Linked DNA regions of Mus musculus: regions 1 and 3 are each linked to region 2. Evidence: chromatin contacts called from public Hi-C and HiChIP or PLAC-seq data. All regions are on one chromosome and are shown on one strand. The core of a region is the stretch at or near the end of the contact, and the rest is flanking DNA. Distances in the headings are between cores, read along the strand shown.

The links. Hi-C and Micro-C count contacts between places; a contact is called where the count stands out from the background. HiChIP or PLAC-seq counts read pairs in DNA pulled down with a chosen protein or histone mark.
Region 1: a Hi-C map of pancreatic cancer cells shows a contact between it and region 2, with 2.5 times the contacts expected there. The contact joins the promoter of Tgfb2 here to the enhancer-like site in region 2. A contact is called at or near these places in 27 of 39 promoter capture datasets (the 3T3-L1 cell line, 3T3-L1-derived adipocytes, the C10 cell line and 15 more), 5 of 15 datasets of contacts at CTCF or cohesin (the NIH/3T3 cell line, embryonic stem cells and pro-B cells), 146 of 484 Hi-C or Micro-C datasets (the 3T3-L1 cell line, 3T3-L1-derived adipocytes, the 4T1 cell line and 66 more), 34 of 115 datasets of contacts at active chromatin or transcription factors (the NIH/3T3 cell line, acute myeloid leukemia, bone marrow-derived dendritic cells and 18 more) and 3 of 9 other capture datasets (adipose tissue, embryonic stem cells and pancreatic islet).
Region 3: a contact with region 2 is called in a FOXA1 HiChIP or PLAC-seq map of pancreatic cancer cells. The contact joins two enhancer-like sites. A contact is called at or near these places in 1 of 15 datasets of contacts at CTCF or cohesin (the NIH/3T3 cell line), 2 of 484 Hi-C or Micro-C datasets (muscle stem cells and peritoneal macrophages) and 3 of 115 datasets of contacts at active chromatin or transcription factors (cardiomyocytes, embryonic stem cells and pancreatic cancer cells).

What each region holds. Positions count from the first base shown.
Region 1 is chr1:186,704,667-186,707,366 of GRCm38.p6, reverse strand. Tgfb2 (transforming growth factor, beta 2) reads left to right here and starts at 1,378. Exons shown (of 7, transcript NM_009367.4): 1 at 1,378-2,700. The coding sequence starts at 2,593.
Region 2 is chr1:186,459,662-186,462,361 of GRCm38.p6, reverse strand. No RefSeq gene overlaps it. Among named protein-coding and RNA genes, the nearest start is that of Gm35426, 25 kb to the left of the region's middle. Within about 2 kb of position 1,366, at least 48 of the 459 cell types and tissues checked have an H3K27ac peak or open chromatin away from gene starts, as enhancers often do. A contact at or near this core is called in the BV-2 cell line, the C2C12 cell line, the HL-1 cell line and 4 more, where this site is marked.
Region 3 is chr1:186,253,323-186,256,022 of GRCm38.p6, reverse strand. No RefSeq gene overlaps it. Among named protein-coding and RNA genes, the nearest start is that of Gm35201, 120 kb to the right of the region's middle. Within about 2 kb of position 1,307, at least 29 of the 459 cell types and tissues checked have an H3K27ac peak or open chromatin away from gene starts, as enhancers often do. A contact at or near this core is called in pancreatic cancer cells, where this site is marked.

The DNA of each region.
Region 1 (2,700 bases), core at 129-2,628, 240 kb before region 2:
CAAGAGAGAGTTTTCTGCAGGAATCTTAGAACATAGAACATGACTGTGGGGGGGTCTTGATTCTGTAAGAGGGCAGTAGATTATTCTGCAGCTCCCACACTTACGGAACCCCCGGATCCCTGCTTGTCACATGTTCTGGGACCTTATACTTCTTCCAAGTACATGGTGGGAAAGAACCCAGGAGGTGGGCGGGCTCTCTCTGCAAAACCCAGACCCACCCCTTCCTGTTTTCTGCAACAACAGACCTCACTTCCTATGGCCTCAGTCTCCCTGTCTGTGAAATACAAATAATAATGTTCATTGCTGTATATAATGTATGCCAGCTATATCATTACATATCATTACAGCTCCCTCTAGTAAGAATATAACCCCCCCCACACACACACACACATACACATGTATGCATCCCTAAAGGTTTGATCCTTTTGAACTAGGAAAATGATACTGAGGTCTTAACCTGGGGGAATTCTCAACAGTTTCCAGCTTTAACAACCTGTGTAGTCATCGTGGCCACAGAGTCATCACTAAGATTGAAATGTTGACTTTGACTAAAGGGGAAAGACCAGTGGGAAGAAAGATTCTGTTATCCAACCAGTTTGAGCAAGTTGAAGTAGAAAATGTCAAGTTATGATACTGTGTGACAGGAGACAGCAAACATTTAAAACCCAGGTGTCTTAGATAATGCTGCGACAGGCAGAAGATGGTGGGTCATCCTTGTCTAGGAAGGCTGAGGAGAAAGCCACATGAGCAGGGGCTCACATAAAGAAGGCAACAGTTCCTTTATTCAAAGCAGTGATACAGAGCATGCATTGGGTGAAAGGGACACTTCTGTATTCTGCTGGTTCACAGGCAAACAGGGCTGGATTGTAAACAGGCTAATGAAAAACAACCTGTGGAATCCCGGAGAACTCAAGAGTTAGGTCAGCAGTCTCAGATTGGAAGGCATGTCTTCAGGGCTGGGCTGGAGCTCCATGGAGCACAGTGTGTGTGTGTGTGTGTGTGTGTGTGTGTGTGTGTGTGTGTGTGTGTGTGTGTGTGTGTACACGCCTGTACATGCATGGGCACGCACTCAACACAGGAGGGACTCAGGGAAGCTGCGAATGAGTGATCCCCACCATGTAGAAACGGGATGCTTAGCTGCCTGCCCCTCCACACACAGACCCTTGGTGATCACAGACAGTGACTACTGCAAATTCCTCATGCCAGTCGCCCTCCCTTACTGGCCGTCCCCCTTTTCCACACCCCCTCCAATGGTCCAGAGCTCGTGGTCTTAGTAACAGAGGACTTCTGACTGTAATCCTAGCGCGTCACTTTGTTGAAGGCAAACACGTGGTTTGGGGAGCACATATAAAACTCTGCTCCGGGCAGAATCGTGATGTTATCTGCTGGCAGCAGGTTTGCTCGGAGCAGAGCTGCTGAAACTGCCGGCAGGAGAGCGAGTGGGAGAGAAAGAGAGAAGGCGCTGAGAGCTGAGCTCTGGGGCAGGCGTCAGGGATGGAGAGAAGTATTAGGGTTTAAAGAGCCATTCTGGAGCAACCCATCTGCGGAGAGAAGGATCGGCAGAGGTCTATTTTAGGGTCGCAAGTACCTACTTACCCTAAGCGAGAAAGTGCAACCTTGGTGGAAGCTAGGAGAAGCTAGGGAAGGGTGCGAGTCCCGGGGCAGCCCGCAGCCAACGCGCCCAGGAGGCGGTGTTGTTCCACAGGGGTTAAGGAGGTGGCCGATCGCTGTCGCCCTTGGCCGCCTGGAGCAAGAAAAGGAGGATCTGAAGGACCGAGCTGGAGGCTGGCCCTCTTTGCAGGCAGCAGCGGCGGCTGCAACGTGGAGCGACCCAGCCGGGTGTAGGCCACAGCGCGGCCGGCAGGAGCGGGATCCTCGCCGCCTGCTCCGGCCTCTGTGGATCTCCGGGGCGGACAGTATCCCACCGAGTCTCCGAGTGAGCCGCTCCGGGGCGCATCTGCCTCCCCGCGGCTCGCCAGGCTCGCCCTCGGCGCGCGCGCACGCACGCGCGCACACGCGCACACATCCACACGCACACTCATCCACACACGTGTGGAAGGCAGGGCCGAGCCGCTCGGTCTTTGAACTTCTCAGTTAGAGCCCGGCGCAGCCCCGGCCGCCGCTCAGCGCTCCCCGCGGCCCTGCGTGCCTCCTGCCAGCCCCCGGACCTTCTCGTCTCGTCCCTTTTGGCCGGAGGATCGGAGTTCAGATCAGCCACTCCGCACCGAGCCTGACACACTGAACTCCATTTCTTCCTCTTAAGTTTATTTCTACTTCAGAGCCACTCACCCTCTCCCTTCCAGGAGAAAAAAAAAACAAACCTTTCTTACTCCTTAAAGTGAGAGATTCCCCCCCCACCCCGCCCCAGCATCGCATATTAATATCTCCACGTTGGGAACGCGTTGCATTTTCTTTTTTAAAGGAATCCCAGCCAGGGACGTTTTTCTATTGGGCATTAACTTTCGACTGCTTTGCAAAAGTTTCGTATTAAAAACAACTCTACCTGACCGCTCTGAGAATTACTAGTTTCTTTTTTATATATATTTTTTCTTACTTTAAATAACAACATCAACGTTTCTTCCTTTTAAAAACATGCACTACTGTGTGCTGAGCACCTTTTTGCTCCTGCATCTGGTCCCGGTGGCGCTCAGTCTGTCTACCTGCAGCACCCTCGACATGGATCAGTTTATGCGCAAGAGG
Region 2 (2,700 bases), core at 117-2,616:
GTAGCAAAGGATGGCCTTATTGGACATCAGTGAGAGGAGAGGTCCTTGGGCCTGAGGGTGTTCAATGCCCCACTGTAGGGGAATGCAAGGGAGGGAAGGTGGGAGTGGGTGGGTAGATGGGGGAGCACCCTCATAGAGGCAGGGCAAGGGGGATGGGATGGGGGATTCTGGAGAGGAGACCTGGAAATGGGATAACTTGTGAAATGTAGATAAAGAAAATATCCAATGAAAGTAAAAAAGATATCTAAACAAAATTTTAAAAAGTAAAGAAGAGAAAAAGCAACCTATACAACTATGTACAGCAGTTTTCCCCATAGCTTGATGTTTGGTGACTCACTCCTATGCTGTGTCATGGCTAGGCACATCTAAACCAGACATTCTTCCTGTCTGTGGCCTTAGTTGCTCCTCCACCCAACAGAGTACCAACTCAGTACCTTTTTGTTCAATTCGAGTAAATCTGGCATGGATCTCATTTGGTGAATTCATATAAAGTACGTTCAACATGGGCTGTCGAGAGAGCTCAGTAGCAAAGTATTTGCTGTGCAAGCAAGAAGAACTGAGTTCAATGTCCTAGAACCTATATAAAAAGACTGGGTGTTGTGACTTGTGATTGTAATCCTAGTCCTGGAGAGCTGGAGACAGAGCTCCATGACCAGCCAGCCTAATGGGTGAGGTCAAGACCAGTGTGACATCCTGTCTTAAGAACACCAAGTAGAAAGCAGCAGATAAGTTACAGTCTAAGTTGTTTTCTGGAACTTACATGCCCATGTACACATATGTACACATGCCTACACTCACACTCACTCATACACACAGGGACTCATATAGCCAGTAAGCTAGAGAGAAAGAGAGCAAGAGAGAGAGAGGTGGGGTTTGGGGAGAGGGAGAGAGGGAGAGGGAGAGGAAGGGGGAGAGAGAGACAGAAAGAGAAAGACAGAGACAGACAGAGAGACAGACAGACAGAGTGATGGAGGGAGAAAGAGAGGAAGGAAGAGAAGAAGGGAGAGAGAGACACACACAGAGAGGTGCAGACAGAGACAGAGTAAGAGAGACAGAAACAGAGACATGACAGACAGAGAGATGGGGAGAGAGAGAGAGAGAGAGGGAGAGAGAGAGAGAGAGAGAGGGAGAGAGAGAGAGAGAGAGAAGACACAGAGACACATTTACATATAACATCCAACTGCCCTGGCTAGCTGCCGCTTGGACTATCTATGGCTGTCAGAGAAACTGCAGCACAGAGGGCTTGCGGCAGGGAAGGGTATTTTCCAGCACATTCTCCTGCCAGCCCATCAACACCGTGTTTCCACTCTGACTCCCTGGTCTTCCACCTTTGGTCATGCTGTGGCTGGTCTCCTGCTCAGCCCCTCCATAGTGAGTCACTGTGTTGACCTACTTTCTAGGCTCCCGCCTTCCTTCTCAGTTCCCAGACTCTGACAGGCCTTCTCTCTGCTTGGCACCGGGCTTCTGTGGACAGATACCTGGTAACAGCCCCGTCTTGGCACCAGCTGGAGAAATCTCACCCCTGTTCTCCTCTACCCTCGCTCACGTCTCTCCTTTCTCCTGTGCTCACCACTGCCAGCCCCGATGGACGGGGCTCACTTGAGCCTGGAAAGCTCCGCTTTCCCAAAAGCCAAGTTCATCCTGGACTCTAACAACTCCAAGTCGGGTTGCTTTTCAGCAACCATCTTGCCAGTTTTAAGTGTATATCAACTCATCCTGAGGATACTTACGACTTTCTCCCATTTTTCACATATTTTTTATTAGATATTTTCTTTATTTACATTTCAAATGTTATCCCATTTCCCGGTTTCCCCTCTGAAAACCCCCTATCCATCCCTCCTCCTCCTGCTCACCAACCCACCTACTCCCTCTTGTCTGTCCTGGCATTTCCCTACACTGGGGCATCTATCGAGCCTTCAGAGGACCAAGGGCCTCTCCTCCCATTGATGTCCAACAAGGCCATCCTTTGCTACATATGCAGCTGGAGCTATGAGTCCCTCTATGTGTATTCTTTGGTGGGTGCTTGCTGACAGGATCCTGATATAGCTATCTCCTGATAGGCTCTGCCAGAGATGGATGCTCTCAGCCATCCATTGGACTGAGCATAGGGTCCCCAATGGAGGAGCTAAAGAAAGAATTGAAGGAGTTGAAGTGGTTTGCACTCCCATATGAGGAACAGCCATATGAACCATCCAGACCCCCTAGAGCTCCCAGGGACTTTCTCCCATTTTTAAAAATCAACCAAACTATCTGCTTGCGTGTGCCAAGGGTGGTATATACCACTAGGTTTCAGCTTCGGTCAACAATGTCATTTTCACTGGTGCTTTTCCTGTGCAGCCTACTGCAGTTGGGCTTTACAGTGTCTACTAAAGGGCTGTGTGCTACAGGTGACCCTGTGGGGCTATCAGGAATAGATGAAACTTTTAGGAGCTCGATGGCCTTGTAGAAGAAGGGTGTTGGGCATGTGCACTCGAAAGGTACATGGGGACTTGGCCCTCCTTCCTGCTCACCATGGCATAAGCATCTTAGCTTCCACCCCCTAGAGCTCTGCCATAATGTCTGCTTTGTCTTATAAACCCCAAGTCAGTGGCTCAGTAGACCATGGGCTTACCTTTGAGATAATGGTCCAAAATACCTTTTCTTCTTCTGAGTTACTTACCTCAGGGATTTTGTTCCAGGCACAGAAAGCTTGAGTTCCTG
Region 3 (2,700 bases), core at 58-2,557, 210 kb after region 2:
CGCAGGATTCAGACGATTGCTCAGTTAAAGCAGCTGGTTGAGGAGCACTGCTGCTTTGTACAAAGCTTTGGCCTGCTGGGTCCTTATGCTCCCAGCAGGTAATGTGACTCAGGAAAACAGGAGCTCCACCATCTGTGTCACAAAACGTCCAACTGTGGGGACAGTTAGGGCTATCGTGCTAATCCCACAGTCTCCTTCCAACAGCTTCTGTGCACCCTGATGTGGGACCACACATGAGCGCGAGCGCGCACACACACACACACACACACACACACACACATACACATACACCAGGCAAGGACAACTTGTCTCTTCTTTGTGGTATGTCTACAGGAACTAGTTAATCTGAGCCTGTGTCCCTAGGGCTGTGACCACTAAAGAGAGGCATCTAATTTACATTTGGACAAACCTCCTAGAGCTGCCTGCAGCCATATACTACCTCTCTGTGATAAATATATTATTTAGGTCTATTCTCTCTAATTGAAAGATGAAAACAGAGATTATTGCACTTTAAATGCATAATTAGCTTTCTATTCTTCCAGTTGCCAAACCACCTCTGTTTCCTGCTGATACAGGCCCTATGGCCCTGCAGAAATGTTTCTTGCTTGCTTTCCCCTGAAAGCGTAGTTGAAAATAAAAATGTTGTTTCGTTTATGTCTCCCTCCTCTGACATATTATAAAAGACATCTCTCTGTTCCCTCCTCTCCCCTTTCTCTCTTCCTACCCCTCTTCATCCTCCCCTCCCCTCCCCCCTTCCCCCTTCCCCTTCTCTTCTTCCTTCCCCTGCCCTCCCTTCTTTCTCCTTCCTCCCTGTCTCCTTCCTTCTCTCTCCTTTCTCCTCCTCCCCTTCCTATTCCTCCTCTTCCTCCCTCTCCTCCCCTTCCCTCCAAACTACATCCCTTCTGTTCCTCTTTCCTCTCCTTTCATTTCCTCTCCATCCTTCTTCCCTAAACCAAGTCATAGATTTTAATTCTCCTGCATGCTATCCTTCCATACTGAATAAGATGAGAGAGAGAGAGAGAGAGAGAGAGAGAGAGGAAGGAAGGATGAAAAAAGAAAATGAAAATCTTACAGTCTTAAGGTTTCAAAAGAAAAGTCCTTGGCTGTTTACTCTAAATTACCTTTAATTTCCCATATTCGTCAACTGTGTAATACTTTTATTTTGTATCTCCCTTCTCTATCACTACTCTAACTTTATCTTGTTTCTCCATTAGCTTCTGATTTTTCTTCCCCCAGTCTGGACCAAGATGGGGTAGCTGCCCTTGGAAATACCCTGATAATTTTGTTTGCACAAAAGTGAAGTTCTCCACCTTGCAAACATTCCTGGAATTCCCTCTCCCCTGCCTCCTGTGGGGAGCTGTGCACCACACCTCCTGAAACTCAGAGTTAATGATTTCATCAGTTAAATCAGAAACACCCTGGTTCTTTGAGATCACATCTTTTCTCAGGCAACATAGCTCCTTTGCAGTCGATGAGCCAGGAAATCGTTTCTCCTGACTATGGTTATTTATTATTTACTTCAAGTAAAGCACACATCCCATGATAAGCTCCAAAACCAGGAACCAGAGAGTGACTTTACTAAAACAACCAAGAGTCAGCAGCCAGTATCATTAGTTATGGCTTAACGAAAGTCACCTGAGAAATGGCGTGGGATTCACCCACACTATAGAGGAAGCATTGCAATGGAGAAGGTTCTTGTCAAACAAAACACGGGGTACCTCTACTCTCAAGACTGCTGCCGCTCAGGTTCAAGAGACACTTTGCAGGGAGGCTAACACACAAGCCGCTGGAGGCTTCTGATAGACAGTTCCTCTATTGAAGTTCTAGAGAACATAAATCAGAGGCTGAGTGTAGAACCGTGCTCACTCTGAAGTCACCTGGCCTCTCTTCCAGACCTTTGCTTTCCCTACAGCTGTCACTATGCTATTAACACTCTTCCTTCTTCCTTGGCTAGCAGCAGTACAGCTCCAACCCCTGCCTCTGTCATCAAGTGACTCCACATGTCCTTCTCCTTGTGTGTGTCTGTCCTTGTGTATTTTCTCCAGTTCTTATGAGAACCCCAAAGGGTTAAAAACTCTATGTCCATCTATGTTCATGAACTAAGACTGAGGAAAAACCAGGAATTTGGGAGACAATACTCAAACCAGTGCTGGTTCCTCTTGAGAGAATAGGCCTAAGACAACATCTTAACTGTATTCCTTATTAGACTGGGAGTTTGTGAATAACTAAGACAGTTCTACAAAAAGAGAAGAGGCTTCGGGGGTCAGTTCTGCTTAACTGAGCTGGATGCCTGGTGCTAACCTTTCTGACTCCACAGCAACATTCTTCTTCAATTTTTCTTCTGTCTAGGACAGTAGGGCCAGGAGCACAATGCAGATACATAAAACCTGGATTCTATAACAGCGAGTTTTCTAATCACATTTATAATCCAGTAGTCTTCAACTCAGTGATCTGTAAAAATCTGAAATCTCAAATTTTCTTGGATAAAGTTTAGTATCAATCCATGTTGACTATCAGAAGCTAGCTAGAACTGACATCAACTTCCCTATAATGTAGAGACCAACATGCTTCTGTACAGAAATACTATTTGATATAGGTGCAGCCCAGAACGTACCGCAAGTTTTATATTCTGTACTATCTATGCATTATATTGCTTTTTATAATTTTAGCACAATTAGAATATAATTCATAAGTACATCT